Regions from separate parts of the Mus musculus genome. Here regions 1, 2, 3, 4, 6 and 7 are each linked to region 5. Evidence: chromatin contacts called from public ChIA-PET, Hi-C, HiChIP or PLAC-seq and promoter capture Hi-C data. All regions are on one chromosome and are shown on one strand. Each heading gives the region's core, a stretch centred on a gene start, on an enhancer-like site or on the middle of the called end of the contact. The rest is flanking DNA. Distances are from core to core; before and after follow the strand shown. Region 1 has its middle 140 kb from the start of Gm23056. Region 2 has its middle 82 kb from the start of Gm23056. Region 3 has its middle 120 kb from the start of Gm23056. Region 4 has its middle 98 kb from the start of Gm23056. Region 5 holds the start of Mcm6 (minichromosome maintenance complex component 6). Region 6 has its middle 130 kb from the start of Cxcr4. Region 7 has its middle 31 kb from the start of Gm23056.

Region 1 (3,341 bases), core at 555-3,054, 390 kb before region 5:
GAGGGAAAGAGAGACGGGAGGAGGAGAAGAGAGAAAGGAGGGAAAGAGAGAAGGGAGGAGGGAAAGAGGAAAGGGAGGAGGGAAGGAGAAAAGGGAGGAGGGAAGGAAGGAAGGAAGGAAGGAAGGAAGGAAGGAAGGAAGGAAGGAAGGAAGGAAGGAAGGAAGGAAGGAGGGAGAGAGGGGGAGGGGAGGTGAGAGAAAATATTAATACTATATTACTTCATACTACATAACTAAAATGTTTTAAACTGGCTGATAATCAACTATTGTCCCACGTGTTCTTTCAGCATGACCGGAGAGAAAGGAACACTAGCACAATCCTACAGTGGGTAATTCGCCCTTTCCTCCCGAAACTATGTATGGAACTTACTCCAGCTCTGGGTGTGTAAATAGCCCCAAGGAACTCCCACACAGATTTACAAGTCATGAGAGGAGGTTCATTCAAACCTGATTTGCATTAGTGGCCACCTAGGGCACTCAGCCTGAGGACTGGACCATCAAAATACAGAAGGAAGGGATGCAACCCGACACACACTGTTGAAAGCAATAGGCTAGAAGTCCGTGTAATGAGATGCATCAACGCTGGTGAGCACAAAACTCTGGGTTCCACTCCCAGCAATGTATAGTTAGGTGTGGTGGGGGCGTGCCTGTAATCCCAGCACCCAGAAGGTGGAGAAGGGAGGATCAGTTCAAGAGCATCCTTGGCTACAGAGTGGATTCAAGGCCAGCCTAGGCTACATGAAACCCTGTGGTGAAGTCAAAAGAAAAAGACAAGTCCCAAGGAGATGAAAAGGTCCTTACCTCCTGTGACGGCCTATGCAGAGGGCAACACAGGAGCCAGCACTGGCTCACTGCTGGCTAATCAGCCCAGAGAGGAAACCACGTGTCCTGAACATGAAGCTCCTGCCCTATGGAAAGTCATGGCTGCTGAGTTTTAGTGGGGAAGTGGCTTTGAAGTTCCATTCTCCCGAAGGCAGGTCTGCAGAGCCACCTGGAGAAGGCTGGGTGGAGGTCTGGAACCAGAAACCCTCTGAAGGGACACACTTGGTGTTGGTATCAGGACCTCTGAAACCTGTAACATCACATAGGCAACAGCACAACCTGCATACTTGTTGCCAAGGTAACAGACACGATATTCCCATAATCCACTCGGCTCACCTCCCACCTTTACCTGTGGCTAGGTCACTATCCATATATAAAAGGAAGGCCCCTCTGATCGACCTCTCCCTCCCCCTCCCCCACCTTCTCTTTCACCTTGCCCTTCTCTCTCTTTCTCTCTCTCAATAAACCTCACGTGGATCTGTTTGGCCTGGGGTGGTCTTTCTGGAGCTGCGCTGCGATCACAACACTTGGCCCAACAGTGCAGATATGGGCAAAGTCATAGGCACCAGAAGGTTGAATCTTTGTGGATATCCGCCTCCCATGTGCTGGCTGAGCACTGTGCCATCAGGGAGAGCCTCAGGACTCACTCACAGTCTCACCTGGAGGATTATTCACAAGGATTTGGCTAGAGTCTGTGACTTGGAAGTGTCTCCATTTGTCACGTGATGCAGACGCACATGGTGTTTTGCTGAGGCAAGACCCATGGGAGGACACGCGATGTTTGGGCAGAGTATAAATAGGACTCCATGGACAGTGATGGCACGCTTGCATAGCTCGGTTTGCAACACTTCCTTCTTCTCTTCCACTCTTCGTCTTTGCTGATCTCCATGCAGTTGAAAGATGCATGGCAGAGAACTCCGGGCATCCTGGCTGGTCCTGGTCGCTGTTCATGCTGATTTGGCAGAGGCCTGGCAGTTTCTGCAAGATCACGCCACCACTGCTGGTTCGTGTTTGCTACCCTGTCACTACTGAACTAGACTGCTGTATCCTGACAAACAGAGATTAAAATCACCCCCAAGGAACTACTTCTAAACAGGTCCACATCCCCTTGTGCTGTTTACCATCTTTTCTCTCCTACCTTTGAGATAGTGGGCTAGAACAGGGAGGGGGATGTCTAAGCGTTTGAGAACACTTATTAAAAGAAAATCTAAGCCTACAGATCAGCTTCCCAGTTGTTTCCTTCTAGGGAGAAAATGCTATGAGCTGCTCAGACTTACAACTTGTTCCTCTCAGGAACATGGGGAAGGGGCTTATATGAACCTGGGACTTCACCATCCCTGAACTGCATCCTGCCAAGAAGATGAAATTAACTGATCAGCCAGGGCCACGTCTCCAAGCCTGGCTCTGTAGCTCTGGCAAGACCTTTCCAAACTGCAGAAATGGAGACTGAGGGAATGGTAGGGTTTGTTTTTTATAAAAAGGGGAACAGATTGAAAGCAAGTAAGACACACAGTGGTGAGATGACTCAGCAGTTAAGAGTGCCCTCCAAGCCCCCTACAGCAAAGAAAAGCAAGAGAGGAGGCTGGAAAGTGTGCCTGTGGATTGGGGTATGAGGAAGTCCTGGCAAGAATCAGTTAAGTATTCTTGCAAAAGATCTAGATTTAGTTCCCAGCGTCCACACTAGCAGCTTACAACCACCTGTAACTCCTGCTCCAAGGAATCTAAACGCCCCCTTCTGGCCTTTGTTGGCCCTGCAGTCACACATGCTGTGAGAAAGAGAGAGAGAGAGAGAGAGAGAGAGAGAGAGAGAGAGAGAGAGAGAGAGAGAGAGAGAGAGAGAGAGAGAGAGAGAGAGAGAGAGAGAGAGAGAGAGAGAGAGAATGAGAGAGAGAGAGAATGAGAGAGGAACGGAGGGAGGGACGGAGGGACGGAGGGACGGAGGGAGGGAGGGAAATTAAAGCAAAAACATCACCACAATGCCCTTCATCTGGCGCTAGAGGGAAAGAATGGTTTTGTATGTTTTAAAATTGAGTCAATAATATTTTCTCTGGGCCCTAGAGTGACACTAAGAGAAACCAAAGCATCAAGTGTGAGACCTTCAGAGAAAGCTCAGTACAGCAATTGCCTTGAACACATTAGACCTGAGTTTGATCCTCAGAAACCACATTTTAAAAACTCCCTATGTGGTGGTGAGTGGTAACCTCAGCACTGGGGAGGAGGGCTCAGGTGGATCCCTGGCCAGTCAGCTGAGCCAGATCAACCAGTCCAGGCCAATGAGAGACCCTGTCTCAAAACAAGCCAGGTAGAGGCACCTGAGGACTAGCACCTGATGCTGCCATGCATACAATACCTCCGTGTGCATATTCACACAGTGAGAACAGGTCACACCAGCCAGCTTAAGGTCTTCTGAGGATGACAGACAGTGCGTGCAGTCATGAGGCAAAATATGACTATTGATATTATTATGCTGATAAGGGACAGTGTGTATGTGTGTGTGAGAGAGAGGGGGGGGGCGGAGA
Region 2 (3,587 bases), core at 683-3,182, 440 kb before region 5:
ACCTAAGGGTGGCCTCTAACCTTCACACACACACACACACACACACACACACACACACACACACACACGAGTGAGAGACAGACAGACAGACAGAGACAGAGACAGAGACAGAGACAGAGACAGAGACAGAGATTTGCCTGCTCCAATTTTGTTCCTCTAGCCCAGCTCCCCAGGGTCTGTATTTGCCTTTCTAGCCAATCATCTCAGATCTGGGGTTTTGATTGGTGAAAAGGCCCATGGGGATAACCCTCATGCCATCTGCATCTCCTCTCCCCATGTCCAGTGGCCAAACAGATCACCAAATTTTTTTCCTTCTGAGTCTACACACAGCATTGATTTTCCTTAGTTCAACATTCCAGGAAGCCCCCATTTTTTTGTATGCCAGATGAAACCTGTTTCCCACTTTCAATTTTGCCCGCCTTCATCCCTGTTTTTGCTTGTTTAAATGCATTTCGAATTCACTGGGTTAATCATTGTACGTTATGTTGTTGTCTCTAATGTATCCTTTTCCCTCTTTATGTTCTGTCTCCTTTGTCCTAAAAATAATAACAACCAACAAGGAAAGCTTAATTAAGAAAGCCATAAACTGAACCTTTTAAAGTGCACAGTTTAAGGGCTTTTGAGGCTATTCATGAAGTTGGACGACCCTCACTGCTCTTTCCAGAATAGTTTCATGACTCTCCCAGGTAAATCGAATTCACTGTAGATCACCCCCTCCCCCAACCCAGTTCCTCCTCCTTTCTCCTCCGCACCTGGCTACCACTAACCTACTTTCTCCACATTTGCCTGCTTGGGATAATGTGGAAATAGAATTGTACCAATGAAACATTTTGCTATGTCTCGTAAGTTCAAATTGCTCTCTCTCTCTCTCTCTCTCTCTCTCTCTCTCTCTCTCTCTCTGTGTGTGTGTGTGTGTGTGTGTGTGTGTGTGTGTTCATGCACGCGCGCACTCATGCATGTGTGCAGGTAAGCACAGTCTTGAAAGTCAAAGGTCAATATCTGATCAGCTGTGCTCCTCAGGGTTTTTTTTTTTAATATTTTATTTTATTTTATTTTATTTTATTTTATTTTATTTTATTTTATTTTTGAGACAGGGTCTTTCACTGAGCCTGGAGATTGGCCATTCTGCTAGAATGGCTGGCTAGCACACCCTAAAGATGCCCCAGTCTCTGCCTTTCCACTGCTCAAGCACTAAGGTTACAAGCATTTGCCACCACCAGCTTTTGTCCCCATGGTATTCTAGAGATGGAATTCCAGTCCTTGGGTGTTCATAGCAAACACTGTAGTACTTACTGGTCCAGCTCCCTAGCTCCTCTTTCTGATTAAAAGAAACTGTAGTGTAGCTGTGACCTGTGCCATAGGTCCTAGACACTGTCCCTGCGCCCCAGGCAACCCCCCAAGTCACTCCCCACTTCCCTGGAGACTCCAGATCTCTCAGCCACTACAGGGGGCTGCTTCAGATGTCTGACACCTTTTCCTGGGTGGTAGGAACCCCTACAGTGCCCTGAGAGCCAGATCCAGAGGAGAGTCTACCTTCTGCATGTGCCAAGCCAGTTCTATTCCCTGGGGTCCTTCCTAAGAATGGCACAGACCCAGGCGTGAGATCCAGCCTGTCCTCAGTGCCGCCCACCCTCTGAGGCCTGCGGCTTTCATCCATGGCCAGGCATGTCTGCCTGGCTTCTTTCTCATTGAAAGCTGTTTTCTCCAGAGGGCTTCCTTGTGCTAAGAGGCTGGCCACCACCAGGCCGGTCTCCCAGCGGGCTGGGCTGGGTAAACATGGCCCTGTTCACAGTCTCTTCCCCTTTGCCATTCCAATGTTCCTCACCCGGGTGGCTTGGAGCCCTGCTTGGACATCAGGCGCAGAACACAGACAGCCCGAGCTTGTGCCTCTGTGGCTTTGCCTGGCTCCTCCTCCCTGTTCAGTTCCCAGAAAAATCCTTCTGCTCCCTGAGTGGGTCCAGCTGGAGGGGTGAGAAAGGAAGACTGTCTGTCAGACCCTCCAAAGGGACTTGCTGGAGCGAGGGGTGGGGAGCCAGCCTTTGAGGAGAGGACCACACAACTGGGCTTAGGGGAATTCACATCTTCTGCATGTCATTAAGTGGTGATGAAGGGGGTGGAGGATAAAAGCTAAAGCCCTGGGCTGGGAGGCTGAGAGGCTGGGAGGGTGGGAGTCAAACCCTTGGGATGAGAGAGAGGCTGAGAGACTGGGAGGCTGAGAGACTGGGAGGCTGAGAGACTGGGAGACTGGGAGACTGAGAGGCTGGGAGACTGGAAAAATTGCAGGATTGGTCCAGGACCAATCAAGTGGGAGAGGGACTGGATAGCCCCTCCTCTGAGTCCTGCCTGTCTGACATCCCTGCTCTGAGTCAGGACTCCCAGAAAGCATCCCACTGATAAGGCATTCATTCATATCTGACTTCCCTAAGCCTGAGATATACTCACTGCCATGCTAGATGCTGTCAATGTAGAAATGAGCCAGGCAGTGTGGCTCTCAAGGAGCTTGTGGTCCAAAGGGGACTAGGAAAAGCACTAGGAAAAGGGGGTGGGGGGAGAATTCTACCAGGAGTGGGTAGTAGAGAGATTTCAGTTGTTTGGGGATGGGGACAAAGGGAAAGAGGCAGACATAGATAGATAGATAGATAGATAGATAGATAGATAGATAGATAGATAGATAGATAGATATACAGACAGAGAGAGAAAGAGAGACAGAGACAGAGAGATAGAGGAAAAAGAGATGAGATAAAGATGGAGAGATGGAAAGAGAGAACAAGATATAGAAAGAGACATGGACCAAGATATTGGGATAAAGAGGTAAAAAGAGGAAAAGTTAGGGAGGGAGACAGAGACAGGAAGAGAAGGGAAGAAAGAGGGAGACAGGAAGAGCTGGAAAGAGGGAAGTAGAGAGATACATAAAGACAGATGGATGGAGATGGGAACAGAGAGAACTAGAAAGAAGGTGGTGGAAGGGGCAGAGTGATGGGGGGAGGCATTATGGGAGGAGAGAGAGGCTTCTACTTCAGGTCCTGCCTCCAGGTTCCTGCCTTCAGTTCCCACCTTGCCTTCTCTCAGTGATGGACCAACACTTGGAAGTGTAAGGTTAAATAAACTCTATCCCTAAGTTGCTTTGGTCATGGCATTTATCACAGCAGTAGAAGCCCTAAATAAGGCAGACAGGGAGATTGAGAGAGATAAAGACAGACAGACAGACACCCCACTGACAGAGATCGAATGGTTTAAGCAGAAACTTCCTATAGCTCTGGAAGTTGGAAGTGAGGACAGAGGCAGCAGCAGGCTTGCTTGCTTCAGAAGCAGCCTCTTAGCTGACAGCACCTTCTTGCTGTTCTCTCTCTCTGGTCTCTCTGTGAGCACTTCCCTGGTCTCTCCCAGTACGCCCAACTCTCTTCTATTACAGGGACACCAGCCCCATCAGAGGAGAGCCCACCCAAGACCATCTTTTTTAATCACCTCAAAATTTAAAGCCCAAACACCTGGCATTGGGCTGTTGACAAAGAACTGAAATTGTTGTCTTATAGCTCTAGAGACTCGGGAGGGAGTCGGAGATAAAGGGACTGGTAGGTTCGTCACAG
Region 3 (3,629 bases), core at 800-3,299, 410 kb before region 5:
GGCCCAAGACATTTTAACACTGGTTAACATTGCTTAGAAATCCAAGTCTCACCCGTTTTTTCTTCCATGGTGTAGCCATGGCAAGTTGCCCATGATAGTGTAAGTGACCACTCACTGATACTCCTCCAGGCGACCTCTCACCTGTGTTCTCATAAGGATCTCTTCACCTGGACCCCTGTACGTAACCTCTCACCGGTGCTCCTGTGAGAAAGCCCTCACCCAGGATCTTATAAGCAATCTTAATCCAACTCATTGACTCACAGAAAACAGAGGTGAAAATAAAGAGGGGACAAGTTAGTAAATAAAGAAAGCAGCAGTGGGTAGGGGGAGATAGGAGAGAGCAACAGGGCAAACACAACCAAAGTATACGCTTTACAGAAATGGCATAATGAAACCATTATTATAGATCATTAACGCATGCTCTTTAAAAAGCTTGTTTAAAAGATCAAAGCGCCTGGTCTCTAGTTCTGCTTTAAACTGTCTGGTCTGAGAGGGACAACTGAGTTGGCTGTTTATTCTCATAAATCATCCACTTTTCCAGATCACTCCTTGTGATTCCTGAGTCATAACCAGTGGGGAACAGACTCACTCATAAACAGATTATGAAAATTCAACAGTTTAAAATCTAACAGGCCAGCCTACAGACTTGTCACAGATGAATGATACTCTGGGGTCATAAAACCATAACGGGCACACGGCGAAGATGACACCCTGCCGATCTGACTCCTTCCCTCCTTGGAAAGATGGCGATGTTTCCTCTGGGACCCACGGAAAACGCCATGCATGGTATGGAGTGTACCTGCTATCCCCAGCACTGGGAAGTAGAGACAGCAGGATCCCTGGGGCTAGCCAGGCAGCCTCCATACTCAAGGAGCTCCAGGTTCAGGGAGAGACAGTGTCTCAAACAAACAAGGTGCTTCATCCATGAGGAGCAATTGAGGTTGTCTTCTGACTTCCACATTCATGCGTAAATGTGCATGTACAGGCATGCCCACACAAACACGCACCAAGGAGATAAAAGACTGTACTCTGCTTTGACTAGATGTTGCAATACCTGCTCAAGCCATCCACGGCTCAGTCATGACTGAGAATGGACTCCAGGTTACAGAGTGAAACTTTCCTTTCATTCGGAAGGATTGTACAGCTGTAAATGTAACTTTCATTCGCCTGATGTAATTGTCATCTCTGTGGCTTAATGCCCGGTAAACCCTCACTTTCTAGTTCTTTCTGAACTCTAGCTGGCTGGTTCAACTAGCTGTTCTAGACCAAATTCCTCTCCAAACTGACTGATTCAATCTGGCTTCAATCTCAGCTTCTGACTGAGTTGCTCTGCTCTGCTTGGCCTCAAACTAACTTTGGTAATCTGCTCTCGTCTTCTAGCTCATTCTGTCTTCACCTGTGTCTCGCTGTTCTCTCTGAAACCTGTCTCTGTAAAACTGTCCTGGTTAAAAACTGCTTCTGAACTCCATGGACTGAAAGGCCAACAAATGAACTGCCATGAACTTGACTTCACTCCACTGGCTCTCAATAGACTGAAGTGACTGCTGCTCTCTCTGCACTGTTCTTAAGCCGCCTCTCATTTCTGCCTGCTCTTGCGAGAATTGGGCACATCCTATCTCTGACTCATTCTGCCAAACCTTTCTCTGATTTGTCACTTTGACCATCCCCTAATTAAACATCACTTTTGACCATGGCTGCTTCCTTCTACAAACTAACCTTACTTCATTGTTAGGGATTAAAGGTGAGTACTAAGGGTGTATCTATATTCCAGATCATATTATAATCCAGGGAATGCCTGCATTCCAGCCAGATCATATAGACCTTGGATGTTTTTGGATGTGATTCCTTACCAGAGCGACCATGTTGCTGGTTTAAAATTGCTCTACACACAGCCATCTTAGGGGCCGTGCTAAAGGGTAGTAGTCACTTTCACAAATGAAACTGCTAAGGGAAAACAAAGCTACCATCAGATGACATAGCACATCTCCATGCATAGTCGGTGGATGGAGTGGTATTGTTTCGTTACCCTTCTGGCTGCTTTTACACCAGCCTGCTTCCTGTCTGAGTCTTCTATGCAAAACCTGACCTTAAATTGGGCTGGCTAGTGCCAACTTAAAGCTTTGAGGTTTTCTCGAGTATTGAATACCACTTTTGAAAGGCTAGAAAAAAAAGAAAACAGGATGTATCTATCTGAGGTTCACGGGTACTTGAAACCTATGTTGTGAGGTCTTCTGCGGGGGCTAGCCACCTGATACAAGATTCTCCACGTGTGACCTTTCTTAAACACAGAGTCAAACGTGTGACTTCCCTACAGTCTAGCCTCATCGTTAAACAGATATCCCAGCTTCAAGCCTGTGCTCTTCATCTTGATAGACCATCCAAACCTCTGCCGCCCAGGGACTGTGTTTATGAAGCCATCTGCCTAGGCTCTCCAAGTCATGGCTCTGAGCCTAGCTGCTCGCAGTCCACTCTACACACAAAGGAAAGCAACTCTTCCCCCCCCCCCTTCCTTTTCTCTTTCTCCCTCCCTTCCTTGTTTGCTTTGGGGTGTGTATATGTGTACACACAAGCATGCAGAGGCCAAAAGTTGAAATCAGGTGTCTACCTCAATAACTCTCCACCTTAAAAAAAACAAAAAACAAAACACAAAACAAAACAAAACAACAACAACAACAAAAAAAACCAGGGCACTTTGTTGAACTCGGAGCTGCTGGTTTGATTTGGATAGACTGACTGGCCACAGGCTCCTCCTTGCTCCAGCTCCACAGTGCTGAGATTACAGGCACGTATCATTACCTCTAGCTTTTTTGTTTAAACACGAGTGTTGGCATAGAGAGCCCAGCTCCTCGTGTTTGCCTGGGTAGCCCTTTATTGACTGAACCCACTCCTCCCCTTCTTTTATACTGAAGTTCATGACACCAGCAAGGGTCAGTACCTTCTTTGGAATACAGGGACTCATTGATCAATGAAAAATAAAGAGACATTTATCTTCTCACATCCAGTTTTTAAAGCTATAATCTTCCTTTATTCCATGGTATTAATTGCAGAAATCGTTCAGAAAAACCAGTTCATCCGACTGATATTGCCACTGAACTTCTGATCTGTATTTTAGAAGCTTCTGGACCCTCTTTTGATCCCCCCTTACAGAAGTTTGGAAGCAAGTGTTGTATACAGTTTTCAGGAACATATGTCAAAGATATCATATTTTATATGTCAGAGAGGAAGGCTATGAAGCCATGCAGGAGGGAGGGAAGAAGACGTGGGGATCTCCTGGCTCTAGGCTTGGACTGTCTGGGCAAGTACTTTCAGTGCCCTCCTGGTGAAACCCAGCTGCCCACACAGAGTCAGAACAGATTTGACAAAGGTTAACCAACCATCTTGGGGGAACTTCTGTGGCCACTAACAGTTATCTGAAAACATGGGCCTGAGGTTTGTCATACCTTACTGGGAGACTCACAGTTCCGGGGACTATCAGTAGTGTCTGTCAGTCTGAGGAGCAGTGGGGATTTCCAACACTAGGGGATGAATGATCATTCCTTGTTGGTCAGGGTCCCCCAAGGGTCCCCTTATAGTCTTGTAAATGCAGCCCCGTAGCACCATTCTCCAGAGGAAGAAACAGGTCAGGAGAA
Region 4 (3,350 bases), core at 766-3,265, 430 kb before region 5:
TACAAGAGAACAAAGAACTGTGTTTGAAATCTCCATACCCCTCCCACCCAGAGAGAAGCAACAGAGGCAGCCACTCTGGCCTGCCACTTGCTCCTGAGGTTTCTGGGACTTAGATTGTCAATCATGTTTTGTGTCCAAAGCTCTCCCGGGAGATAGGGAGATGGTTCAATCTTCAAGGTACTGGCTGTCCAAGCTTGCAGACTTGAGTCTGATGTCCAGCACGTACATTAAAAGTCACACTTAGTGGTGCACCCTTATAGTCCTAGGACTGAGGAGGAAGAGAAAGGTAGACTCCTGAGGTTTGCTGGACAGACAGACATACCAGCCAAATCAGAGAGTTTCAGGTTAAAAAGTGAGCAAACTGGCTGGAGAGTTGGCTCAGTCGGTTAAGAACACTCGCTACTCTTGCAGAGGACCAGGGTTTGATTCCCAGCATCCATGCGGCAGCTCACAACCATCTGTAACTCCAGTCTGAGGAAATCCAATCCAACCCACACGCACAAGATTAAAATAAATCAATTCAAAGTATACCTTGTTTTTTTTTTAAATGTCAGACACCTTGTCTCAAAATCCAAGTTGGTCAATGCTTGAGGAATGACAGCCAAGGTGTTCTCTCTCTTTCTCTCTCTCTCTCTCTCTCTCATACAATTTTGGAGATATGATGAAATATGAGAAAGTAATGTCTGTGGATAAAAACCAAGCAAACAAGAGAAAAATACAATCATTTGTATAGCTAGCCTCTTCACCCAATGCCTCCTGCAGCCCATACTTTGTGTGCATTTGTGTGCATGTAGGTACATGTGTTGTGTTTATGTGCCTATAGGTATGTGCGTGTTTGTGTGTGTCGGTACATGTGTGTTTATGTACAAGCAGGTAACCTGTATGCCCATGTGTCTTATACATTATTTTTTACCTGGGAATTCCTTTTCTCTCCCCTCTTGTTCCCTTCCATATCCCTGGGATCCTGAGAGCTACAACTATAGAGCTACAGCTGCGGCTGAACAAGTTTCCTCACAGAGAGCCATCTAGAGGCATCAAAAGATCACTACCTCAACAACCGGCAAACGGTATCAAGGCCGGTGTACTGCTCCAGCAATGGCCAGATTGTTACACTGCTGCATCAGCCTGCAGGTTAATTGCTCCTGTGACAAAGACAGAGAGCCAACTGTCACCTACTACATTGAAGCGCTTAGGCCAGACTCTGTTGTGCTCCATAACCATTCTCATATTCTTCTGAAGCTTCCAAGAGACCAGAAAAGACGGAGCCTAAAAGAAGAGCAATAGCTTCACATTAGCCACCCATCTAGAAGGCTGCTCTTCGTTCTTATCCTCCACTCCCTCCCGCCCTGAGGCAGCCATCGGCCACTTCAGTAGCCTTGAAGGCATCCAGGGATGAACCAAACACTCTTTGTCTTTTTGTCATCTGATAGATCCGTGTCCCTTAGTTTCTGGTTTCTATTTGTGCAAAACCAAAAATTAAATTTCTGGTTTCGATCTGGCTCCTGGTTTCTGAAAGGATCTGGCCAAGGCTTTTGTTCATTAGTTTTTTTTTTTTTTTATTTCAAGCACATTTAGAGTCTCTGAAGTCGCCTGAAATAATTACCAGCCCACTGATTCTAATACACAGTTCATCATATTCTAACATTGACTGCCCAGGTGCAAATCTATATTCCCTTCAGACTTAAGAGCAAATTTCCCCTGAGTAATGCCTGCCCTGCTATTTTATCCTAGCTAATATTGATCTTCCTACTCTCCTCTGTAGCCCCTTGCAGTGTGCCAATAATTTTGTTATAGAAACCTTTTATTAATGGACTCTCGTGGCTTAATTTTGTTTAGGTAACTTTAGAAAAAAAAGACAAAAGAGCAACAGTTGGGGGAAAAAAGTGTTATTTGCTCCAAAAGTTAGGCCACCTGTGAAGTGGCTTGTAGGAGTTGAGGTGACAGTGTGAGTAGGCAGTGCTGTTATAAACAAAAGTTCTACCAGCTGTCACAGTGAGTCACCCGGAACAGGAGGATGTCCCACTAAGCTGCAGATTTTGATTATACCCTGAGCCGGGGTGGCACCAAGCCCAGAGTGACTGACACATCTAGACCTAAGCCAACCAGACACCTCGTGGGCTGACTGTGCCGGTGATGCCGAGACACCCAAACTGAGAAAGCCCAAGATGTACGTGGAGAAACTGTGGGTTGACATGTCCGACATGTTTGACGTGAGAAGGACTGTTTTGCCTCAAGACCAGCCTCTACCCAAAGCGATTAAATCAGTCTCTGAGACAGGAGCTAGTTTTTCCCAGGCCGACTGAGTTCTCTGAGAGACTGTTTCTTCAGAGTGAAAGTAATGACAGGAAAGACCAGACCCACAATCCCAGGGGCCTGACCACAGATGAAGCTGCCACCAAAACTCCCCAAGAGGAGGTCAGCGGCTGGACCCAGGGCAGAAGCCTTGCAGAGCTCACACCTGCTCAGACCTGGGCTTTCCAACCGCACTGGTTGGGCCTCTGTTGCCACAGACGCAGGTTACATCACACTCTGGTTGTTGTCAGGAGAAGTGACTGCACGCTGAGCGGAGGGAGCCATCTTCAAGTCTGCTTTTTATCCTGACATTGTAGATCTATCCTAGCTAGCTCTGAGATTAGAGAACAGAAGATAATTAAATCTACCATATGTTCTCTCTAAACACCTACCGTGTTAGCCTGGGATCATACCAGAAACTCTTTCAACCGAGGAAAGTTTAATATTAAGGTTGTTAAAGACAAATCATTCCTGCAAATAGGTAGGTGTTTGTATAGGTGGGTAAGATGATTGGTTAGATGGATTAGATGGATAGATGGTTGGCTGATGGTTGGCAGATGGTTGAATAGGTGGTTATGTGGGTGGATGAAGGATGGATGGATGGATGGATGGATGGATGGATGGATGGATGGATGGATGGATGGATAAAAGTTGGTTGTAGGGTGGATGGATGAATGATATAGGTAAGATGGATGAATGGATATGTATATTGGGTAGGTAAATATATAATGGGTATATATTATATATATGGATTAGTGCTTTATGTGGCAGATAAAAAAGGATAGAAAGGTAGATTAAGAGATGGAAAATGGAGGACTGAAAAGGAATCAGGCATAAATTCCAGAAAATGTAGAAGAAGAAATTAAGTAGCTATTTGCCTTGAATGCACAAAGATCCCTGCACTTAAAACAGAGGGGTGGATGTTGGGGACAGGATGCATATTGTTAATAGTAGGAGAAAACAAATCTGAGAATGTGAGATATCACCACACAGAAGATGGTTTAGAGAGAAGAGAGCAAACAGTATTGTGGTGCTGGTGGGGAATGGCAGAGAGAAGA
Region 5 (3,531 bases), core at 246-2,745:
ACGCCTTTAATCCCAGCACTCGGGAGGCAGAGGCAGGCAGATTTCTGAGTTCGAGGACAGCCAGGGCTACACAGAGAAACCCTGTCTCGAAAAAAACAAAAAAACAAAAAAAAAAAGAAAAAAAGAAAAAGAAAAGAAATACTCTCTCTAAAAATAAAAAGGCCCATCCAATATCTGGGCCACACCTGGTGACAGCATACCTAAAATGACACAGAAGGAAGCCTTTTGTGCGTTTGCCTGCCTGTCCTCACTCTCACTGGCAAGTCCATCTATCATCCTGCTGCTGAGGCAGCAATTAATGTATTAGAACCTGTTTCTTCAGGACTCCCAACATTTAATGAAAACCTGCTAAGACATCCAGCCTTGTGGGCTGAACCACCATCTGCTTGGCGTTTTTATTGGAAGACAGCCACTGTTGAGCTAGCCAGACAACAGCCTGTATGCTAAACTTAGTAAATCCTGTGTGTGTGTCTTTATCAGTTTTGTTTCTCTAGAAAGCCCCAGGATTCTCACTCAGTGAAGGCTACATTTGGAGTTGGCAAAGGAGGGAGGGATTTGAGGCTTCAAGTCTTCAACACCTTCAATTGCAGATCTCTATAGTATATTTCCTAATAGATTATAAAAGTATTAATTTTATATACTCTGCCTGGCATTAAATTTTTAACATCCAGTAAGCCTCGAAAAAGTGACTTATTTATTCTGGTCCAGGTTTACTGTGTCCTGGAAGCCCAGGATAAAAGTGCTGGTGGTGAAACAAGTTATCAGCACTAAGCTATCAAAGTCGAGGAGGGACTGGCAATGTGGATCATTTACTAGCAAGGTAGTCCTTGTTCTACACTCAGAAGGCTTTAGGTTCAGTCCCAGCACCACGTGAACCCAGAATTCAAGGCCAGCCTGGGCTATGTGAGACCCTCTCAGTTTAAAAAAGAAAAGAAAGTCAAATGGTATGCAGATTGTCAGAATATATCTATCTCTGTCTTTTTAAGTGTATGTGTATGCACATGTGTTCTTAGAAGTCAGAAGAGGGTATCAAAGTCGCTAAGCTGGAGTTAAAGGTGGTGACTGTCTCATGTAGCTGCTAAGAAACAAGCTTGGGTCCGCTGCGGAATGAGTTACTCTCTAAGCCTTTGCTCCTGTCCTCCACCTGACTTTTAAGGGGCTCTCTCCTGTAGTTTGGTTTGCTCATACCTTACTTCCTCCAGATGCACAATTCACAGTAGGTTTAACCCTGAGTGACCAAAAACAAAACAAAAAAACCCAAAAAAGTCTATACATAAACTCTGGGGGTAAAGGGAGAGAGGGAGGGGTTAGCTCCTCAAGCCAAAACAACCAGAGGGTGGGTGCGACTACATTGCGCATGGGCAAAAGCTTCATGGCGTATGCTTTTGGCGCGAAAAGTGCGTGCGGTGGGCGGGGCTCTGTACGGAACCGCCATTGATTGGACGGGTTTGGCGCGAAGTAGCTCAGCTCCTACCCTGTTATTGGCTGAGGTGAGAGGGCGGGGCTAGCCGGAGGCGCGCGCGAAGTGGCAGCGCGGAAGGAGCTACGCGTGGAACCTGCGGCCGGGCTATCTGCAGCTGCGGACTCTCCTCCGCGGTGGTCTTCCCTCAGCAGCGCGTACTCTCGGCGCCGCCATGGACCTCGCAGCGGCCGCGGAGCCCGGCGCCGGAAGCCAGCACCCGGAGGTGCGCGACGAGGTGGCCGAGAAATGCCAGAAGCTGTTCCTAGACTTCCTGGAAGAGTGAGTGGCCTCCGGGGGCTCGCGGGCCGGGCGGAGACCGGGGCCATGTGTGCTCCGGAAGGGATGGGCCCCGGCCCGGCGGGAATCCGAAGCCTCCTCGACTCCTTTCTTCACCGCAGCGCTCCCTTGTGTCATACTGTGCTGCTTTTTCATTACGTTTCTAAAACAGGGTTTCGAACTCGCTGTGTAGCCAAAGATGATTTTGAACTTGTAATCCTCCAGCCTCCGCTTAGCTTGTGCTGGAATGACAGATGTGCACCGCCATGACTAGTTGGGGCGATGCTGGGAATGAATCCCAGCAGGACTCACGTCGCAACCCAGTGAGGCCAGAGTTTGGTTTTTTGGGAGGTGGGGGGGGGGGGGGGGGGCGTTACCTCTTGAGTAGGGTTGGGCACACAGCCCAGAACCAGGAGCTTGCAATGCAAGCAAACCTGGGCCAGCTCGTTCTAACAGGAATCTATGGCTTGATGACTGTTCAGTGAAATGAGTTCTGCCCTATATAATGAAAGAATTGTTCTAGACATCTAGCTGCCTCCTTCCCATCCCTCCCTCCGCTTCTAGCACCTAGCAGCAACCACATACCAGTGTGCTCCTTACTCTTCCGCCTCCAATAGTAAACAATTCTTTTCTTTTTCTTTTTAAAGATTATGTCAGTATATAACAAAAACTTAAGAGTTTTGACCTTTTGGGAGTGTACAACAAGCATCTTGAGGTGCATTCAACTTGTACAATGATCCCTGTTTGAAACTCTTCCAACTCTACCTACTAAATAGTTAGAGCCTCTCTAACTCTCCTAGCCTCCTGACACCTGCCACACTTCTAACATTGAACTGGATCACTATAGGTGCCTCCGATAAGTGTGTGTGGCTAATTTTGCTAGACATGCAGCTTATTGTAATCAAGGGTTTGCCTTTTAAGGCAGAATAAAATGACATGGCACGCGTATACTGGTTACCACATATTGCTGATCTAGTCGTCCTTTTGGCTCTACAGCTATCTTTTGAAGTTCTGCTATACTTAAAACTGTAAGCAGGCCAGTGTTGGGCACAAGCCAGCGGTAGACGGATCCTATGAGTTCAAGGCCAGCCTGGTCTACAAAGTGAGTTCCAGGACAGAGCTCAGGGCTACATAGAAAGTCTGGTGCTGAAAAACAAAACAAACAAAAATAACCCTCTGGAATTTAAATTCTATGTTCCAACCTTTGTAATGTTTTTGGCAGTCGGTACAGCTGCTTGTCCTTCAAAACCCAAGTCTCCTTTTGATTAAAGTCTGTGTAAACCAGCAGTTCTCAACATGTAGATCAGGATCCCTTGGGGCACATACCAGATCCATATGCACAGTATGGTCCATAACAGCAAAATTAGTTATGAAGTAGCAATGAGATGGTTTTATGGTTGGGGTCATCACACATGAGGAACTGTATTAAAGGGTCTCAGCGTTAAGGTCGAGAACCACTACTTTAGACCATTCAGGCAACAAGCAGTAGCTACTTCTTTGCCTGTGATCCCAGCAGGCCTGCTATTTTCCAGATGCCAAGGGCCTTTTCTTGGTAGCTAAGAGCTGGAGCTAAGCATAAACAGGACTTAGTTTTTAAAATAATCAACTTCCATTCACAGAGCAGCTTTGCTTTTGCTTGCAGAAGAGTCTAAATATTTCTTTTTTGTTTGTTTTTATTTTGAGACAGGGTTTCTTTGTGTAGCCCCTTCAACTCAGACATGTGCTTAACTCTGCCTCCCAAGCACTGGGGCTAAAGGTGTGCACTGTCGCCACCCAGCTATGTCTAAATTTTC
Region 6 (3,690 bases), core at 1,124-3,623, 360 kb before region 5:
GCTCAAGAGTAGAACAACAGATAAACCATGATCTCATTCTTCTCTTTTCCATTACATCATCACACTCTCTTGGGAAAAAAAAAAAGAAGGGAAAATTCCACCACCAACTTCGAAGGACCCTAAAATTAGAGTGTTCTCACCTCCTTCCCAGTGTCCTATGTATACAAACACCAGATGTTGATACTTCACAACCTCCTTGTGATACTCAATATAAAGCTAATGACAGGAACTGGAGAGATGGCTCAGTAACTAATAGTGTTCTTTACCCATCCGTGATGACCTGAGTTTGAATTTCAAGCATCCTCACTAAAATAATAAAATAAAATTAAAATTAAATAAAATAAAGCCAGGCATGGTCCTGTGTGCCTGTAACCATCTGCATTTAGGGGCAGAGAATAGTGGGTCCTGGGAGCTTACTGGTCAGCCAACCAAGCCAAATGTCAAGCTTCAAGTATAATGAGTGGGGGAGGGGGGAGGGAGGGAGGGAGGGGAGAGAGAGAGAGAGAGAGAGAGAGAGAGAGAGAGAGAGAGAGAGAGAGAGAGAGAGAGAATGTGTGCACGTGCACATTCACGTGTAGGAGGGAGGTTGTAATTTTCCACCTTGATCGTATCAGGGCCAAGTTCACCCTCTGAAGTCAAATCACATTCTGCTTCATCACCTTGAGCAAGTTCCTTAACTTATTTGAAGGTCAGTTTCCTCTTCTGTGAAAGAAATAAGTTATCTCAGTGTGTTGCTTTGAAATTTTAATTAGATAATCCACTGGAAACATTTGGCTCAGCAGCTGGTCCTTGGGAAACCACCCCCCAGTGGTCTTGGGTTGAAGTTAACATCATGAAATCTTCTGGGATTTGATCTTTTTCACTAGGACCCTAGGAACAAAGGCCATGGTGAGAACCCCCAGGGAATTAAACAAAATGAAGATAAAGAGCTGGGGTTATAGCTCTTACTTCACGGACATGAAGACTCAAGTATGAATCTCCAGCACCTATGTTAAAATCTCGCATGTAACACCAGCGTGGGGAGTGGGGAGACCCAGGGCTTGCTGGTTGACAGGTTAGGTACAGTTATAGTTGAATGTGAGGTTCTATCTCAGATAAAGCAGGACACCCAGTGGCCTCCAGATGCACACAGATGCATACACACATGCACAGACAAACTCAAAATACCAAAAGAAAGTGCAGACGCAGGAGTCTTGTCTCTGAGATTCTGCAATAGTTGGTTGGCGGCATACCAGAGATTCTTCCCCTATCCTTTAAAGCTCCTGGGGACCCTACACGCAGCAAACCCCTGTAATCACTGATCTGTAGTGTGAATCTGTAGGCAAGGACCAGGTAAGGCAAGAGCTTTGAACTAGTCAAGCATACACTCTGGCAGTTGCTGTCCCACCTCCGCCCTCATGTTCTAGCCTGAGATCATACTGAGTGAGTGGCAGCTGCAACCCCATTCACTCAGGCCCAATTCTGGTGTCTTTGCATTAAAAAAAAAACAAAAAAAAAACAAAAACAAAAAACCCTAGATTAAAAGATGTTCAGATAGAGCTGTACGAATTGTAACCCTTATCCTGGCATCTACTGTGATGTTTTTGTTGCTTCTTCAAATCTTTTACCATTTTTTTTTCTCCTAAAAGAAGGGAACTTAGGGAGTTGTGAAGATGGCTCAGTGGGTAAAGTGCTTGCTGCTAAAGCATTAGGCCCAGAGTTCAATCCCTCAGAATCCAGTTAAAAATAGCCAAGCACTACAGCCCACATTTATAGTTCCAGCACTGGAAAGGGAGAGAACCTCTGGGTCCCACCAGCCAGCCTAGCCAAGAGAGGAAGGAATCTGAAAGTTTAGTGATAGACCCTATGTCAAGATCTAAGCTGGAGATGATTGACGAAGACAGTTGATATCACCTTTAGCTTCTTCACCATATGTGCATGCACCATCAGACACACACACACAAACAAACACCACACACACACGGGGGGTGGGGGGAGAGAGAGAGAGAGAGAGAGAGAGAGAGAGAGAGAGAGAGAGAGAGAGAAATAGAAGAAAATCTTGAAAGTGGTGTGATCCTGCTTACTACAAAATAGAGATATTAGTCCCAAGATTAAAAGATACTAGTTCTCATTTATATCCATTTTTTGTTTGTTTTTGTTTTTGTTTTTTTCTGGTTGCTAGCGAGGCCCTGAGCTTGGCTACATGTTAATGGACACAAAGAATCTGAGGAAGTTGTTTTGGCACAGAGACAAGAGTGGAGTCTGACATGTGATATCTGCTTCTAGGAGGCTTTTCAAAAGTCCTAGGAGAAAGAGAACTTTGGAAGGTCCCCATGAGTCACTGGCTCAGATTTTGCCTTTCTGTTAGCCTGGCCTTACAGATCCCAGGGTTCTATCACCAGGCCTTTGTAGCACATGCCCTCGTTTAGGGAAGTAAGGTCTGGGAAAGCAACAGTCCTGGGCTGTTTACCGTACTTCAACAGAATTTTACCCTGAGAGTCTGGCTTCCTCCTCTCTGCAGGCTTATCCTGGCAAGTCCCCTTACATGCCAGCCTTTCCAAAGAGGAACACCAGAGAGCAGGTTCCAAGCTCAGCTTCCTCTATTTTCCCTGGGTCCTCCAACAAGGCTGGCCAGGGGCCCTGATTCTCACAGTTCCAACATGCACTGTGGTGGGAAGCTCAAGGCTGGGGTTGCAGAAATGGCACTCAAGACTTAAAGCCACCTGGAGACTTGGTTTCTCTCAAAGTGAGCATTCTCTTCTCCTGAGTCCCACTAGTGGAGAATTCAGTACACACACATCTCAACTAAGGCAGGTGTGGACACAAAGTCACAGAAGAAATACTGGAACCAAAGGTTGACCAGATGTTCCTATGGGCGTGCTTGAAAATGCTTGACTATGCATCTCTAGATAGCGTCAGTCTTCTAAGACCAAAGTGAGTCTAAAGAGATCAGGAAGATAAAAAGGGGGTATAGTGGGAAGTGTCTAGGGGGAGTGGGGAGGAAATTGGAATATATATATATATATATATATATATATATATATATGTTTTGATATATTGCTATAATTGTATATTTTACATATTAATATGACACATTAATATATTGATATTAATATATTTGTCAAAAAGTAAAAGATTTAAAGTGAATCTGTTAAATCATTCTCTTACATTTAAAATGTTAAAGGATCAAGTAGTTCAGTCACACCAATAGAGAAAAATAATATGCTACATTTCTGCACATATATGTATACATATTCATGTGTGTACATGTGTAAGGAAGGATTCGCATGTGCCTATGTGTACATGTGTGCATGTAGACACCAGTGGTCAATAGCAGAATGTCTTCCTCAGTTACTCTCTACCTTATTTTTGATACAAGGCCTGTCACTGAACCTGAAACTCACCAGTTGGCTAGGCTGGCTGATCAGTGAGCTCGCAGAAGCCTTCTGCATCCACTCCTTGGTGTTGGGATTAAAGATGCATGCTGCCATGCCTGCCTTTCTGTGGATGCCTGAAGTGTACTTGCATCCTCATGGTTGTACACTAAGCTCCTTACCCACCAATATAGATATATTCCCAACCCCCATTCATTTTCATACATTCAAAATTTGTAATTATGACATACTTCAATCATAACAACAGAAAATAATATACTATATTTCTGTAAGTCCATCACCAAGATTTTGCTAAAACAGCTTCAAATTCTCCCTT
Region 7 (3,559 bases), core at 962-3,461, 500 kb before region 5:
TCACATGCCAGCATTTGATGGGCAGCTGCTGTGTGCCAGGCCCAGGGGCAGCTGAGCCAGGGCTCTTTGTCCTTAGCATTTCAAAGCCAACGGGAACAATGAGTTATCAAATGCCTACTGAGCCATCACACAAAACAGAAGGTCACAGCATGCCTGGGAATCCATCAAAGGGGCACCCACCCAGTCTACTTTCAGGGGCAAAAGAGGGGGGGCATCTTTATGGAAGTCACCCACCACCCAGGACATAAGCTTAAGGAAGACTTGTCTTCTGTAGTGTATACAGGAAACTTAACTCAGGGCCTGATGCATGGTCACTCAGCCACTGAGCTACAACCCTTGGCTTCTTTTAGCTCTTTACTATAAGATAATGTCTCACTAGATGGTCCAGGATGGACTTGAACTCACTTTGTAGCCTACATAGGCTTTGAACTTTTGATTCTGAGTATCTGGGAGTATAGGCATGTACCATGTGCTGTCTAGGTTTATGTCAACTTGACTCAAGCTATAGTCATCTTAGAGGAAATGACCTCAATTGAAAGAAATGCCTCCACTCCATAAGATCAGACTGGAAGCAGTTCAAGCCTGTATGAAATTTTCTTAATTAGTGATTAATGGTGGAGGGTCCAGCCCACTGTGGGTGGGGACATTTCTCTAGGATGGTGGTCCTGAGTTCTATAAGAAAGAAGGCTGAGCAAATCTTGAGAAGTAAGCCAGTAAACTGTAACACTCTATGGCCTCTGCCTCAGCTCCTGCCTCCAGGTTCCTGTCCTGACTTCCTTCAGTGGTAAACAGTGATGTCAAAGCATAAGCCAAATAAACCCTTCCCTTCCCAAGTTGCTTTTGCTCATGGTGCTTCATCACAGCAACGGTAACCCTCACTAAGACATCACAAAAGACCCAGACCTGGGCATCTTTCATGACAACACATCTATTAATTTCTCTAGAGCACAAAGCCTGACAGCTGAGTTTGCACATTATCTAAGACATTTTATAGCCTCAGAAAGCAAAACTGTCTGAAGACTGTGGTTGTCTTAGGAATTCAAACATGAGACAGCTATGAGGAGCCCACAACCTAATCTATTTTTCCCTTGAGCATTTGGAAAATGCTCACAGATTGTGGACAGAAAATGAAATGAAAGATTGCTTGATGGAACAAATGGATTCCCTAAACTGTTGTAAAGAAACAGGTCTTGAAGCCACATAAGTGGTAAATGGCTACCAACAACTTAAATAACTGAGTCTCACTCCCTACCCTTAGCATATTTGACTGTCCTAGCTAGCATTAACTGTCAGCTTGGCACAGCCGAGAATCATCAATGAAGAACTGGTTGGATGAAATTGGCCTGTCTTCATTGTTAATTGATAGAAAATAGCCCTGCTCACTATGGCCAGCTGGTGGTCCTGAGCTGTATGAGAAAGCCCACTGAGTAGTCAATCCAGACAGTAAGCCAGTGATGTTCCTGCCTCGTGTTTCTGTGTTAAGCTCCCGACCTGATTTTCCTCGATGATGAATTGTAGACTGTAAGTATAAGCCAAATCGGCCTTTTCCTCACAAAGCTGCTTTTGGCTAGAGTGTATTATCACAGCAACAGAAGAAAGACTAAGACACCAATGAGCCTGTGTGCCCCAGAAGGTTACTGTGGAGAGAACAAGCTAATGAGCCACTTTATGCAAAGCACTCAGAGTTCTCAACAGGACGCTGAGCAAAGCACTCTTGATCCACAGCAGATCTCCATGTGAGTTGTAAGAAGAGTTTTCTGAAAAAGAACTGTGTTATCAGTCACACCTCTGTCTGAGGTTCTGCTATCACCGGCTCATCCGCTGTCAGCTGCGGGACCCTGAGCAAGTCACAGTTTAAACTCTGGGTCTCCTTTTCTTTAAAAATCAAAAGATAGAAGTCCCGGAGCATTGTTAAGCCTGACCAGAGTCCCTGAGGTCTACTGGAAGGCTCTGAAATTTTCAGTCCCAAATAAAGACAGAAGAGGACAGGCTGTGGGTAGGTTCTCAAACAGGAGATTCTCTTGAGCTTTGCTAAGAGATGCAGGGACCCGGAGTCGCCGACTTCTGTAAGACTGAAGAGTCTGGCCTTTCAAAGATCCCATGGCTGAGTGCAATGACCCCAGGAATATCCTTGTGATTCCTTTGTCCTGGGCAGCGGTTAAGATCAATAGACCAACTGGGAACAGCTAACCCTGCACGTGTGAGAGCCTTTCCTTCCTGCTGAATCTGTCCTGTGACTAAATCTAGTGGAAGACTTCCTCTGGCCTCCCCTCAGTTGGTCTATGGAGGAGCAGGCAAGCCTTGTCTCACCCGGGCCTTTGATTTGACCTCCCACTGATTCCTCTTTGGAGAGTTCACCTTGAGTATAACTGGGTGAGGTAAATGTTATGAGTAAGATTTTCAAGAATGTGCGAAATGAATGCAGCCCACGAACTCTCATCCCTGCGCCTCGTCACGGCTCTGCCCATGACAGCCTAACCACTGGTGTGGACTACAGCACTGAAAACGGCTTGTTTACCTCCTTCCTAATTCTAAAAGAGTAACTGCAACTTGCTTTTCCACTTCTCACCCTGGAGGTTAGAAACGGAGACAGCCTCTTTATAGAAAATATAAGGTAAAAATGCAAAAAAAAAGAGTTCAAACCAATTATCTTACCACTGAGGATAACAGCTATGGTGTTGCTGTATATGGTTTAGTCCTTTTTTTATAGCCTGGTTGACATAATTTGGGTGATATATATTATTAAGGACATGATATCTTAAATGAATAATATAGTCACTGGCTTAATTTTAATTAGATTATTAAATTTAATTTAAAAATTAAGTAATTTTTGATGATTATATAAATGCTCAATCCTGAGGACACTATGATTTTTTTATTACTTTTGCAGCCAATAACATTTTACAGAAATGTCTGAACCAAACATTAAAATACTCACCTCAGATAAATTCCCAGATTTTGAAATTACAAAGCCAAATGGTGTGAACACACATAGAGCCAAGCTGTCTTCAGGGAAACTTTGACCAACTAAGCCTTCTTTGCTGACCCCAAATTTTCACTTTCACTCTCTATAGCAGACAGTGAAGCACTTCCCAGATGAGCTATGGTGTCTGGGGCTGGAAGGAAGGTGGTACCCTCTAAGAAGGTAATATCCACAAGATGAATCCATGTGTCAGGAGAGGCAGATCTGGAATTCAACCAGGTTGGAGGAGCTAATGGCTTATGCCTTTTAGTTACCTACCTCCTTTGATGGGTTTCTGATACCTACTGTCTAGAAAGGCACCTAAGGGGGCTTTCTCGCATCCTAGCGACCAGATCTTTTCCAACACTAAATCACTGCGTCTCTGATGTCAGTTAAGTATTTGGCAGCTTGATTTAATTCTAACACTACATCCCATTAGCCCAGACTCCCACAGGTAGAAGGCTTAGTCCTAAAATAGGACCTCACTTCAGATGCCAGTCACAAGTCCAACCTGAGCTCCAGAAAACCCACCTGTAAATTTCAGGGTTCCATTAAGAGCTTCTCGGGTTCAGAAATTCCCTAGAGTACTTTGCAGAA

The links. Promoter capture Hi-C pulls out the DNA fragments that hold promoters and counts their contacts. Hi-C and Micro-C count contacts between places; a contact is called where the count stands out from the background. ChIA-PET counts read pairs in DNA pulled down with a chosen protein or histone mark. HiChIP or PLAC-seq counts read pairs in DNA pulled down with a chosen protein or histone mark.
Region 1: a contact with region 5 is called in a Hi-C map of the Ba/F3 cell line, with 4 times the contacts expected there. The contact joins the enhancer-like site here to the promoter of Mcm6 in region 5. A contact is called at or near these places in 2 of 39 promoter capture datasets (the C10 cell line and trophoblast stem cells), 1 of 15 datasets of contacts at CTCF or cohesin (large pre-B cells), 8 of 484 Hi-C or Micro-C datasets (the BV-2 cell line, the Ba/F3 cell line, the G1E-ER4 cell line and 3 more), 7 of 115 datasets of contacts at active chromatin or transcription factors (the SCID.adh cell line, acute myeloid leukemia, astrocytes and 3 more) and 1 of 9 other capture datasets (macrophages).
Region 2: a contact with region 5 is called in a promoter capture Hi-C map of cranial neural crest. The contact joins the enhancer-like site here to the promoter of Mcm6 in region 5. A contact is called at or near these places in 11 of 39 promoter capture datasets (the C10 cell line, the HPC-7 cell line, cranial neural crest and 8 more), 1 of 15 datasets of contacts at CTCF or cohesin (the NIH/3T3 cell line), 3 of 484 Hi-C or Micro-C datasets (adipose-derived mesenchymal stem cells, bone marrow-derived macrophages and hematopoietic progenitor cells), 15 of 115 datasets of contacts at active chromatin or transcription factors (the 230-238 cell line, CD8 T cells, the HPC-7 cell line and 11 more) and 3 of 9 other capture datasets (adipose tissue, liver and macrophages).
Region 3: a contact with region 5 is called in a Hi-C map of B cells, with 24 read pairs. The contact joins the enhancer-like site here to the promoter of Mcm6 in region 5. A contact is called at or near these places in 12 of 39 promoter capture datasets (the C10 cell line, the HPC-7 cell line, frontonasal cranial neural crest and 7 more), 1 of 15 datasets of contacts at CTCF or cohesin (CD8 T cells), 2 of 484 Hi-C or Micro-C datasets (B cells and bone marrow-derived macrophages), 9 of 115 datasets of contacts at active chromatin or transcription factors (CD8 T cells, the SCID.adh cell line, Th17 cells and 6 more) and 2 of 9 other capture datasets (macrophages and pancreatic islet).
Region 4: a contact with region 5 is called in an RNA polymerase II ChIA-PET map of effector CD8 T cells, with 27 read pairs. The contact joins the enhancer-like site here to the promoter of Mcm6 in region 5. A contact is called at or near these places in 4 of 39 promoter capture datasets (the C10 cell line, neural stem cells, neutrophils and 1 more), 1 of 15 datasets of contacts at CTCF or cohesin (CD8 T cells), 1 of 484 Hi-C or Micro-C datasets (bone marrow-derived macrophages), 10 of 115 datasets of contacts at active chromatin or transcription factors (the 230-238 cell line, CD8 T cells, bone marrow-derived macrophages and 6 more) and 1 of 9 other capture datasets (adipose tissue).
Region 6: a contact with region 5 is called in an H3K27ac HiChIP or PLAC-seq map of microglia, with 8 times the contacts expected there. The contact joins the enhancer-like site here to the promoter of Mcm6 in region 5. A contact is called at or near these places in 5 of 39 promoter capture datasets (the C10 cell line, HPC-7-derived erythroid cells, liver and 2 more), 1 of 15 datasets of contacts at CTCF or cohesin (large pre-B cells), 3 of 484 Hi-C or Micro-C datasets (the HPC-7 cell line, bone marrow-derived macrophages and myeloid progenitors), 9 of 115 datasets of contacts at active chromatin or transcription factors (the SCID.adh cell line, acute myeloid leukemia, bone marrow-derived macrophages and 5 more) and 2 of 9 other capture datasets (adipose tissue and macrophages).
Region 7: a promoter capture Hi-C map of liver shows a contact between it and region 5, with 6 times the contacts expected there. The contact joins the enhancer-like site here to the promoter of Mcm6 in region 5. A contact is called at or near these places in 7 of 39 promoter capture datasets (the C10 cell line, the HPC-7 cell line, cranial neural crest and 3 more), 1 of 484 Hi-C or Micro-C datasets (bone marrow-derived macrophages), 12 of 115 datasets of contacts at active chromatin or transcription factors (the 230-238 cell line, the SCID.adh cell line, astrocytes and 8 more) and 4 of 9 other capture datasets (adipose tissue, embryonic stem cells, liver and 1 more).

The regions. Positions count from the first base shown.
Region 1 is chr1:128,745,849-128,749,189 of GRCm38.p6, reverse strand. No RefSeq gene overlaps it. Among named protein-coding and RNA genes, the nearest start is that of Gm23056, 140 kb to the left of the region's middle. Within about 2 kb of position 1,804, at least 37 of the 459 cell types and tissues checked have an H3K27ac peak or open chromatin away from gene starts, as enhancers often do. A contact at or near this core is called in the BV-2 cell line, the Ba/F3 cell line, the G1E-ER4 cell line and 4 more, where this site is marked.
Region 2 is chr1:128,801,971-128,805,557 of GRCm38.p6, reverse strand. No RefSeq gene overlaps it. Among named protein-coding and RNA genes, the nearest start is that of Gm23056, 82 kb to the left of the region's middle. Within about 2 kb of position 1,932, at least 37 of the 459 cell types and tissues checked have an H3K27ac peak or open chromatin away from gene starts, as enhancers often do.
Region 3 is chr1:128,765,576-128,769,204 of GRCm38.p6, reverse strand. No RefSeq gene overlaps it. Among named protein-coding and RNA genes, the nearest start is that of Gm23056, 120 kb to the left of the region's middle. Within about 2 kb of position 2,049, at least 69 of the 459 cell types and tissues checked have an H3K27ac peak or open chromatin away from gene starts, as enhancers often do. A contact at or near this core is called in B cells, CD8 T cells, the SCID.adh cell line and 4 more, where this site is marked.
Region 4 is chr1:128,786,151-128,789,500 of GRCm38.p6, reverse strand. No RefSeq gene overlaps it. Among named protein-coding and RNA genes, the nearest start is that of Gm23056, 98 kb to the left of the region's middle. Within about 2 kb of position 2,015, at least 101 of the 459 cell types and tissues checked have an H3K27ac peak or open chromatin away from gene starts, as enhancers often do. A contact at or near this core is called in CD8 T cells, effector CD8 T cells, regulatory T cell precursor and 1 more, where this site is marked.
Region 5 is chr1:128,357,669-128,361,199 of GRCm38.p6, reverse strand. It overlaps Mcm6 (minichromosome maintenance complex component 6), which reads left to right and starts at 1,495. Exons shown (of 17, transcript NM_008567.2): 1 at 1,495-1,741. The coding sequence starts at 1,635.
Region 6 is chr1:128,720,949-128,724,638 of GRCm38.p6, reverse strand. No RefSeq gene overlaps it. Among named protein-coding and RNA genes, the nearest start is that of Cxcr4, 130 kb to the right of the region's middle. Within about 2 kb of position 2,373, at least 47 of the 459 cell types and tissues checked have an H3K27ac peak or open chromatin away from gene starts, as enhancers often do. A contact at or near this core is called in the SCID.adh cell line, acute myeloid leukemia, adipose tissue and 2 more, where this site is marked.
Region 7 is chr1:128,853,618-128,857,176 of GRCm38.p6, reverse strand. No RefSeq gene overlaps it. Among named protein-coding and RNA genes, the nearest start is that of Gm23056, 31 kb to the left of the region's middle. Within about 2 kb of position 2,211, at least 9 of the 459 cell types and tissues checked have an H3K27ac peak or open chromatin away from gene starts, as enhancers often do.